Linked DNA regions of Zea mays: all the other regions are linked to region 2. Evidence: chromatin contacts called from public Hi-C data. All regions are on one chromosome and are shown on one strand. The core of a region is the stretch at or near the end of the contact, and the rest is flanking DNA. Distances in the headings are between cores, read along the strand shown. Region 1 holds the start of LOC100281604. Region 2 holds the start of LOC100216599 (aconitase1). Region 3 holds the start of LOC103653026 (polyadenylation and cleavage factor homolog 4).

What was found. A called contact is a pair of places that touch in the nucleus more often than the background predicts.
Region 1: a contact with region 2 is called in a Hi-C map of ear, with 2.1 times the contacts expected there. The contact joins the promoter of LOC100281604 here to the promoter of LOC100216599 in region 2. A contact is called at or near these places in 3 of 25 Hi-C or Micro-C datasets (ear, leaf and tassel).
Region 3: a contact with region 2 is called in a Hi-C map of ear, with 2.1 times the contacts expected there. The contact joins the promoter of LOC103653026 here to the promoter of LOC100216599 in region 2. A contact is called at or near these places in 2 of 25 Hi-C or Micro-C datasets (ear and tassel).

The regions. Positions count from the first base shown.
Region 1 is chr4:30,748,369-30,751,252 of Zm-B73-REFERENCE-NAM-5.0, reverse strand. It overlaps LOC100281604, which reads right to left and starts at 1,456. Exons shown (of 6, transcript NM_001353168.1): 1 at 1,381-1,456; 2 at 555-1,277. The coding sequence starts at 1,047.
Region 2 is chr4:30,037,940-30,040,673 of Zm-B73-REFERENCE-NAM-5.0, reverse strand. It overlaps LOC100216599 (aconitase1), which reads right to left and starts at 1,352. Exons shown (of 20, transcript NM_001317364.1): 1 at 1,087-1,352. The coding sequence starts at 1,351.
Region 3 is chr4:30,855,040-30,857,996 of Zm-B73-REFERENCE-NAM-5.0, reverse strand. It overlaps LOC103653026 (polyadenylation and cleavage factor homolog 4), which reads right to left and starts at 1,263. Exons shown (of 7, transcript XM_020552500.3): 1 at 832-1,263. The coding sequence starts at 1,077.

The DNA of each region.
Region 1 (2,884 bases), core at 207-2,706, 710 kb before region 2:
ATTCATACAATAATTAATATATTTGTTTTATATATGTGTCTAGATTTATCATCACAAAAATCAAAAGCTAAAACAACTAATATTTTGGGACGGAGTGAGTATGATTTTAGCGCAAACTGTTCAGAACACCAAATATATGATCAAAACATAACTAACTTTAGAAATATACTAAAAAAATTGATTAAAACACACCTAAACATTGACCAAACACCATTTTCTCCATATCCCCTGAACTATGAATTTCTACATCCATTTCACAGGAAAAACTGATTCCTACTTCTAGGGCAGTGGGGACTTTCCAGAAACCTATAAACGTGGATAATAGACGAAGGAAATCGGGGGAGCATTTGGATTACATGAGAATATTTTCAGAACTAGTCCAAACCATGTTGCAAGTGAAATACTGGGTCTCAGCCCATTTCACGAAAATAGTACCTGACTGTGGATAATCAAACAACAATACTCAATAATAGTACTGTAAACATATATCACGCAAAGCATCAGAATTCAGAAATAGACACCATTCGGTACTGGAAGCATAAAAAAAAACTCACCCAAATTGATCTGCCGTGAGCAATCACTGTGCCGGTACCTCTCCACCAGCGCCGCCACCTCCTCCTCCGACAGAGGTTCCCCGAGAACCTCCTCCCGGATCCTCTCGTCGCCACTAGCATAATCGCCGACGCGTGCCGCGGCTGTGCCGTCCCATGGGCGGTCGAGGCGGCCGGGGCCGAAGGGCGAGAACCGGGTGGGCTCGCGGAAACCGATGGGCCTCCATGTCGGGTCTGTCTCCGAGTACGAGTACCGGAAGTCAAAGGGAAGGTCGGAGTGCGCAGGCTCATCGGGCCTGATCTTGCCCGCCAGGGCCTTGGGCTTCGGCGGCGGCGTCGATGGCGCCCGAGGTGGGAGCTTAGGAACCCGCGTGAACGGAGGGTCGTCGTCGTCGGGGTCAAAGGAGGATGAAGAGGAGCGCAGGAGGCGGCCTGCCAGGGCCTGGGCGTCCTGAGCGGGGCGCCGCCATGGGAGAAGCTTTCGAGGAAGAAGCATCTTTTTGATGAGCTTATTGCAAAAATGAGACTACCAATATGGCCGTTTTCACTTTTGTTCATCAACGTTGCACTCTTTCAGATATGGGACCGAGACACACTCACACACACTTGCCTTAAGCCCTTAACGCCGCTCGTAATCTGCTGGACCGGAGCTGGAGTCCCTCATTTGCCCTTGTTCTTTCTCGCTCGAGCTCTCTGTCTTCGGCTCTTCGCCAGCGAACGCTCCTCCTGCTCCTCTTCTCCGCCAGTCAAAGATTTGCGTCCAGAGAAAAAAAAATACAAAGCAATTTGAACAAGCAAATTGTGTAGAAAAAAGCCCGTCAGACTCAACCTGTAGGTCACGGTCACCCCAGTCCCCAGCCAAGGCAGCCGCTCAGGCCTGTTGCCCTGTTGAGCTGATAGGCAAGGCCACTGTTATGAGAATATGCAACTGCTTGTCGCCGGATGCCTGGATGGATGAAAGCTGCTGCAGCAGTAGCAGCCGAACGGGGCTGCGGCGGAGAACGGGGCTTCAGGCTGGTGGAGAGCGGGGCCGGCAACGAACAGCTTCCTGATGGCGGAGGGCCTGGCCGACGGCTAGCAGCTGGTGGAGGCCGGCGGCAAGCAACTGGTTCGGTGGCGGCGGGCTATGTAATGTTCGATTTTTTATGGGGTTGGCCAATTTATTGAATAAACTCTATGGTGTGTAATGATGGATAATACCAGTAGTATCATATTGGAAGTTCAAAGGTCTTTTGACTTGACTTATATGGTGGGAATTATTTCACTTAATTTAAGAAGTCAAGAAATAGACAACGGCGTGCCACGCGCGCCGCCGCCGGCCGGGCACGGGCGAGGCAGACGCGCGGGCGGGCGGTCGTGGGGTGGTTGTGTTAATTTTTAGCACTCATTAATCGCGGGAGTTTCAACTCCGGGTTAAACCTTTCAGTAGAGGAGAAGGGCATGTGTCTCTGAAGCCCCTGCCGTTCGAGACCTTGCACGGGGGATCAGCAATTAGGTTTTTGGTGAGCGTTTACGCGACTGCCCAAAACATATTCTTCCTGACAACATGACAAAGGGAAGCTGGACAATGATCTGGATCATCAGAGCGCATGGGAGGGTATGATCAGTTTATTTCCTTACTGTTTTACGTTCTGCAGATTATATATGTTTCATATATTTATTTGTGTTGTTTTATATGTAGCAATGATTTTATCTCATCTATTCTGTCATATTATAATATGTTATATCTGTCTGTTTTAATTTTACAGTCATGCTATTTATGTTTCTATCTGTTTATTTTCAATTGTTCAGTCAGTTTATATGCTTATCATATTTATATGATTTATATGATTCATATGCTTTGTGTTCTCATGATCCATATTGTTATGGATATATTTGAGATCACGATTTCTATGATTAATTATTTGTTATATGTCATCATCATAATGTTAATTTATGGAATTAAAATGATATGAAAAATGTCTATAATTCTAACAATCCAAAAACCTAATGTTAGGCATTTTTCTGTCAGATTTAACTTCTGAAGATGAGGCTAAGTTTAAGGCTGAAGACAACCTCTTTTGAGGAGCAGTAATTAGCGCACTTGATACAAAATTCCAGAAAAGCTATATCATCCTTTCTACAGGGAAAGAGCTGTGGGATGCACTTGTTGGAAAGTTTGGAGTAACTGACGCTGGTAGCGAGCTGTATCTCATGGAGCAGCTGTATGACTACAAGATGGTTGAGAACCGATCTGTAGTGGAACAGGCTCATGAGTTCCAGGCACTAGCTAAGGAACTCGAACTTTTTTCTTGTCCTTTGCCTGATAAGTTTGTGGATGGCGGTATAATCGC
Region 2 (2,734 bases), core at 103-2,602:
TAGCCATAATGTTGTATCAAAGCCAAATTAGCTGATCTCCGTTATATTGTTAACGGAAGTGGGGTGGGAGCCTCATCTCAAAAAAATTCCACTAACTGCTAATCACATGAACATAATCCGCAATCCTTATAGTACGTAAACAATACCACCAGATATCACTGAAGGCATCTATGATCCATACGAGGTCTTCCACAAGGAAACATTCAAGTCTCAACCACCAGGGAACCAAAAGAAGCATGACATAACTGCCTAACTACCAGATCCTAATCTAATCACTTAATAGGTACCCGACTCAATCAGTAGTGACCAGAACAGGTCACACAAACCTGTAGGTTGTAACTACTGATCACAAACCATCACATCCTGAGATCGAGCTCTGCTTCTGCTTGCAGGATGAAGGCACTAGCTTAAATTGCAATCTAAGCTGAGTCCCTGAGTGCAAAGAGTCGTGTGCTTCAGTGAAAACCAAGTCAAATCAACTCAAAACGCGAACCGAATATACTAAAATATCCATCCCGAATATCTAATATCCACATCCAAAAAGTAAAGGGAGAGAAGAACTAGGAATCTATTCGCCCCCGATTCCTAAACCCCTAGCCCCCCAACCGAAACCAGCAGAGGCATCTTCGTCTAGACATCAAACGAACCCACGCGCCGACACGGGAAATGGTCAGTCGGCACCGGTGGATGCGCCATCCAAAAACCGCTCCAACGCATCTGGGTCACGTCACTTCATTCACTGGTTCACTTGAAAAAATCCCGAGTGAAACGCTGGCGAGCGAACCCATCTACTCCTCGACCCCAGAAGACAAGATCCACACGATGCGAGGAACACCGCGTCACATAATTCGAATTCAATGATCCGGGTAGAAGGATAAGGCCGTCGATTGACCAGGATCCCAGTCCAAAACGAGCGAGCACACAGCGCTCGAAGCAGCGAACGCGACGAGGCGAGGCGCACGCATCAACGTCACCCAGATCGCCCCGCCCCGCCCCGCGCGCGCGTGACAAGCACACGACCCACGACCAGACGGAAGACCCCACGCGCGGACGGACGAAGACAAGCGCGCGCACGCACGCACGCACCTTGGGTTGCCATCCTGCGCTGGAACTGCTCGACGGCAGGCACGGCGGCCCCGATCTGCGCCCTGGCGCCCGCGAAACGCGGCCGTGTCCCGGAGAAGGCGGCGGCGCGGCGGACGAGCCCGCTTCGGCCGACCCACGCGCCGCACGGCAGCGAGAGCGCGAGGCGGGCGGAGGAGGCGGCGCGGCCCGGGTTGACGGAGGCTAGCGCAGCTGAGTTGGGGGAGAGGGATCTGAGGAGGAGGCGGGCGTTGGCGGCTTTATACATGGATGGATGGATGGAGGTCGCAGCCCGGAGGCGTGGGGCAAGTGGGCGGGGGAGATGAGTGAGGCTGCGGGGAGGTGGGTCGGGGTCGCGAGGCGACCGCTGGAGCCTGTGCAGGGAATATTGGAGTACGAACCACGGGGTCTGGTTGAGGGTCTGACCGTGGTTAGTGTCGATCTGGCCATCTCGGGTCGGGTTCCAGAGTGGGGGCGCCGGCTCGTGTCCCTGCCTCGCGGGTCGCGGCGCGGGGACGACGGTCGAGGACCCGAGGGGCGTGGCTGCCACGGGGCCGGGCCGGCTTGTTGTTGTTGGCTGGCTTACTGCCAGGTGGGGCTGTTGTTGTTCGTGGTTTCGGTTCTCTGCAGGCAGCGGCCGCGCGGTTGGGGTTGGGGCGTTGGGGTCCGTCGGCTCCGGCCGTGGCGAGGTGGAAAGGCCAGGTGCTCGCGCTGTCGTCCGACTGATGTGTTCGTTTGCAAGGCCGCTTTAGAATGAAAAAATAAATAAAAAAACATACTGTGCACTGTGCTGGTTGGTGATCGGTTACATGATTTTGCAGCGATAGAAATCAATAAAGATGCTTTTGAGAGGCAAATTTCAAAAGCTGGCTGTTTTCTTGGAAAAGCGAACTTTTGATAGAAGCGAGTTTCTCACGAATTTTGGCCTAACTTTGTAAGCTGGCCATCTCAAAAAAAAAAGTACGCTGATGGCTTTGTAGACTTTTCAGAATACCTCCAGGGGTCGGGGGATCGGGACGAATCGTTTTTCTAGCTATGCCGCAATTGTTCATTGAGTTGAACTCCACTGTGATATCCACTAACTTTAGCGACATCGCAAACTTACCTTCGACTAGGCTAGAATAATCCTCGCGTCACTAAGTACCGAGTTCCTCGCTCATGTTTCTTTGTTGCAATACCTTAGTTCTCAAATATTTGTTCATCTTTAAACTAAATCGCGACAAGACAAATAAAAAAGAATGGGGGAGTAATATATTTAAGCGAGTGTGTAGTGACACATGGTGTACTGTTTGTTTGAGTACCTTTTGTCGTGGGGCGAGGTTTGTACGCAATATATATAGAATGGATACACATGCGCTCGCCTTGGTCACCAGCTGGCGGATTGGAGGACGCGGATCGGCGCCGGGCTGGTGTAGATCGATCCACGTTGGGATGCAGATCCACATCACGCCGGGGGGCGAATCTCTGCGGTGGCATGCTAGGAGCGAGCTCACAGTGGAGCAGACGTTACTGTTTTTTGTTAGCATTTTTTTAATCTTTTTTATACAGGTGAATATTTGCGATCATCTGTCTGTCTGTCTGAATGGCCTGTCTCTGACTCTGTCCATCACTTTCGTCCACCTCAGTAAACCTTGAACGCAGCTAGCAGTGT
Region 3 (2,957 bases), core at 14-2,513, 820 kb before region 2:
GCATATCCTACCAATAATGAACAGGAAGTTTAAGAGGGACTAAGGGGGTGTTTGGTTTCTAGGGACTAATGTTTAGTCCCTTCATTTTGTTCCATTTTAGTATATAAATTGACAAATATAGAAACTAAAATAGAGTTTTAGTTTCTATATTTGATAATTTTGTAACTAAAGTGGAATAAAATGTAGGGACTAAAAATTAGTCCCTACAAACCAAACACCCCCTAAAATGGCAAGCACCAATTAATCCACAAAGTTCCACAAAGGTTCTACACCCCAGGAAAGGGGTGTTTGAATGTACTAGAGCTAATAGTCAGCTGCTAAAATTAGCTAAAGACGTCTAAACACTCTAGCTAATAATTCAGCTATTAGCTACTTTTAGCAAATTAGCTAATATTTAGCTAGCTAATTTCAATAGCAATTTTTTAGCCAACTACCTATTAGCTCTTGTGCATTCAAACACCCCCTAAATATGCTACCAAAGCTGTAAACAGCAACCAGAGCAAACATACTAAACTGTATGCACAACGCTTCTTACAAAAAGGAATGATCTTGTACAGGCTGAAGCTTTTGTAAAACCTAGGAAAACTTGGGAATAAAAGGTTTTCCGTCCATTTTATGGGATTTCTCACATTTCAAAACCAAGCACAGCAATCCACGTTTCACAACAAGCACACCAATCCTCAAACCCTAGTGACTACACGGCAAAAGCGCCCAGACTACTCGACGCTCCAAGCCCAAGCTTCCTTATGCCCCAGAAATCGTAAGGCGGGCCACCTTAATGACAAAATAAGAGTAACACCCCTGATAGGAGAGCAGAAGTAGCAGAACGACCTCGGCGACGCGGGCGCAGATGGCGTCGGCGATTCCCCCGGCGGCGAGCGTGGCGTGCTGGCCCGCGATGATGGTGAGCTCGGTGATGACCGGCTTGCAGTTGAAGGTTAGCTCACGGAGCGCCTCCGCGTACACGTGCACGACCGCGGCGGCGCCCGGCTCGCCGCCGCCCGCTTCCTCGCGCAGTCGCGACCGGAACCGCTCCACCACGTGGCCCGCCGCTGGGGACGCCGCGGCCCCCGCCATCGGAACAGGGGAGGAGGATCTAGGGTTTCAGGGGCTAGGGTTTGGGGTGCCTCCACGGCGAGAGGGGGCAGGAGGCATGGGAGCGGAGCGAAGTGGCGGAAAGGGGGAGATAGCAGGAGACAGTCACCGATTTGTTCGCGAAACGGCGAGGATCTCGTTTCAGCGATGCTTTCCTTTTCGCCTCACTATTGCAAGTTTTTTAAGAGGTGTTTAAATACATTATCAGAATACATTATTAGGGTGTTTGAATGCTTAGCTGGCTAAAAATTATTAGTATAATTAACTAGAATTGATAGTTAGCTGGCTAAAAATTATTAGTAGAATTAACTAGATAACAAATACCTATCTAACTATTAATTAATTTACTAAAAATAATTAATAGTTCAACTATTAGTAGGGTGTTTATATCTCAACTAATTTTATTGGCTAACTATAACTAATTTTATTAGCTAATTATTAATTCTAGTGCATTCAAACACCCCCTAATAGTTAGTTAACTAAAATTTGTTAGTAAAATTAGTTAGCTAACAAATAATTACCTAACTATTAACTAATTTATCAAAAATAGCTAATAGTTGAACTATTAGCTAGGGCGTTTGGATGTCTCAATTAATTTTAATCACTAATTATTAGTTATAGGGCATTCAAACACCCCTTAGTTTGTCCGGTTAAGTGTAGTGGAACAATTGTAGGGTACGTGAGGGTTAAGTGGCAACTCAATATCATGATCCTCAAAAAATTAAATTTAAAATTAAGTAGATCCTTCTAAAAACAAATATAAAATTGAAATGAACATATACTGAACTACTGCAAATGTTGCACTTTATTTTAGCCGTATGAGTTGAAAAAAGTAGAGCTATCCTTTTTTATACTTGTTCGGTCACTCATACTCCTTCACCAAGCGAGGTGATAATATGCAGGAGCATTGCTTATAACTTTGTGTCATGTTATATTATATCTTTGTTAAAAGTCAAGAAAGGTATGAGTTGAAAAGGAGATCTGACCTTTTTTATAACTTGCTCGGTCGCTCGTCCTCCTTCACCTAGCGAGGTGATACTATTCGGGAGTCCTTCACCTAGCGAGGTGATACTATTCGGGAGCGCTGTAATGCATGGGGCTTCGTGTCATGTTGAGATTGAGTGTTTTCTCACGGCCCATCTAAGAGGTAATGGTCTGATTGTTAAACGAGACATGGGGGAGAAAAAACAATTTTACTCTATGTGTTTCACGGGTGACGCATGCCGCACGAAACTCATGCTTTAAAAGAGTAGATAAAACCATTATTCTCTTCATACATCGTCCTCTTCAATACATCGTCCTCTTCAGTCCCGCTCGCCCCATTTCTACCTCCATATGCACAACTAGAGATGGCAACGACATAAAATATCCACGTGACTACGAATAATAAACCCGACAAGTGCGAATACAAGTATATTTTTATATCTGGGAGTAAGGATGAGGATACAACAATAAACCCATAGGATATTTTTAGCGGGCAAAAAAATGTATCCACACCCGCATATCCGCTAAACTCGCTCCACGAACATGACATGTGGGTCCGTATTAGGAAATATATATTTAAAAAATAGTTTGTCAGACTATCTCCATCAGCTTACCCTCGTCGTCATCTCTATATTCAAAATCTACTCTACGAATAGTGTAGAATAGTTCAAAACATTGTTTTAGGTAACCATATGGGTAAACTGTTGGACATATTCTCACCAGCATCTCTCTCCTAGCCGCAGCCACCACCCATTTCGCCAAATCCCCATCCCTGACACAACTGCCACCTAGTCCGCCACCCCCACCCTTCTGTGGATATGTTGCTCCCGACCGTGTGAGCTCCCTTCGTCCATGTTCCTTGCCCCTTGCGAACTTCC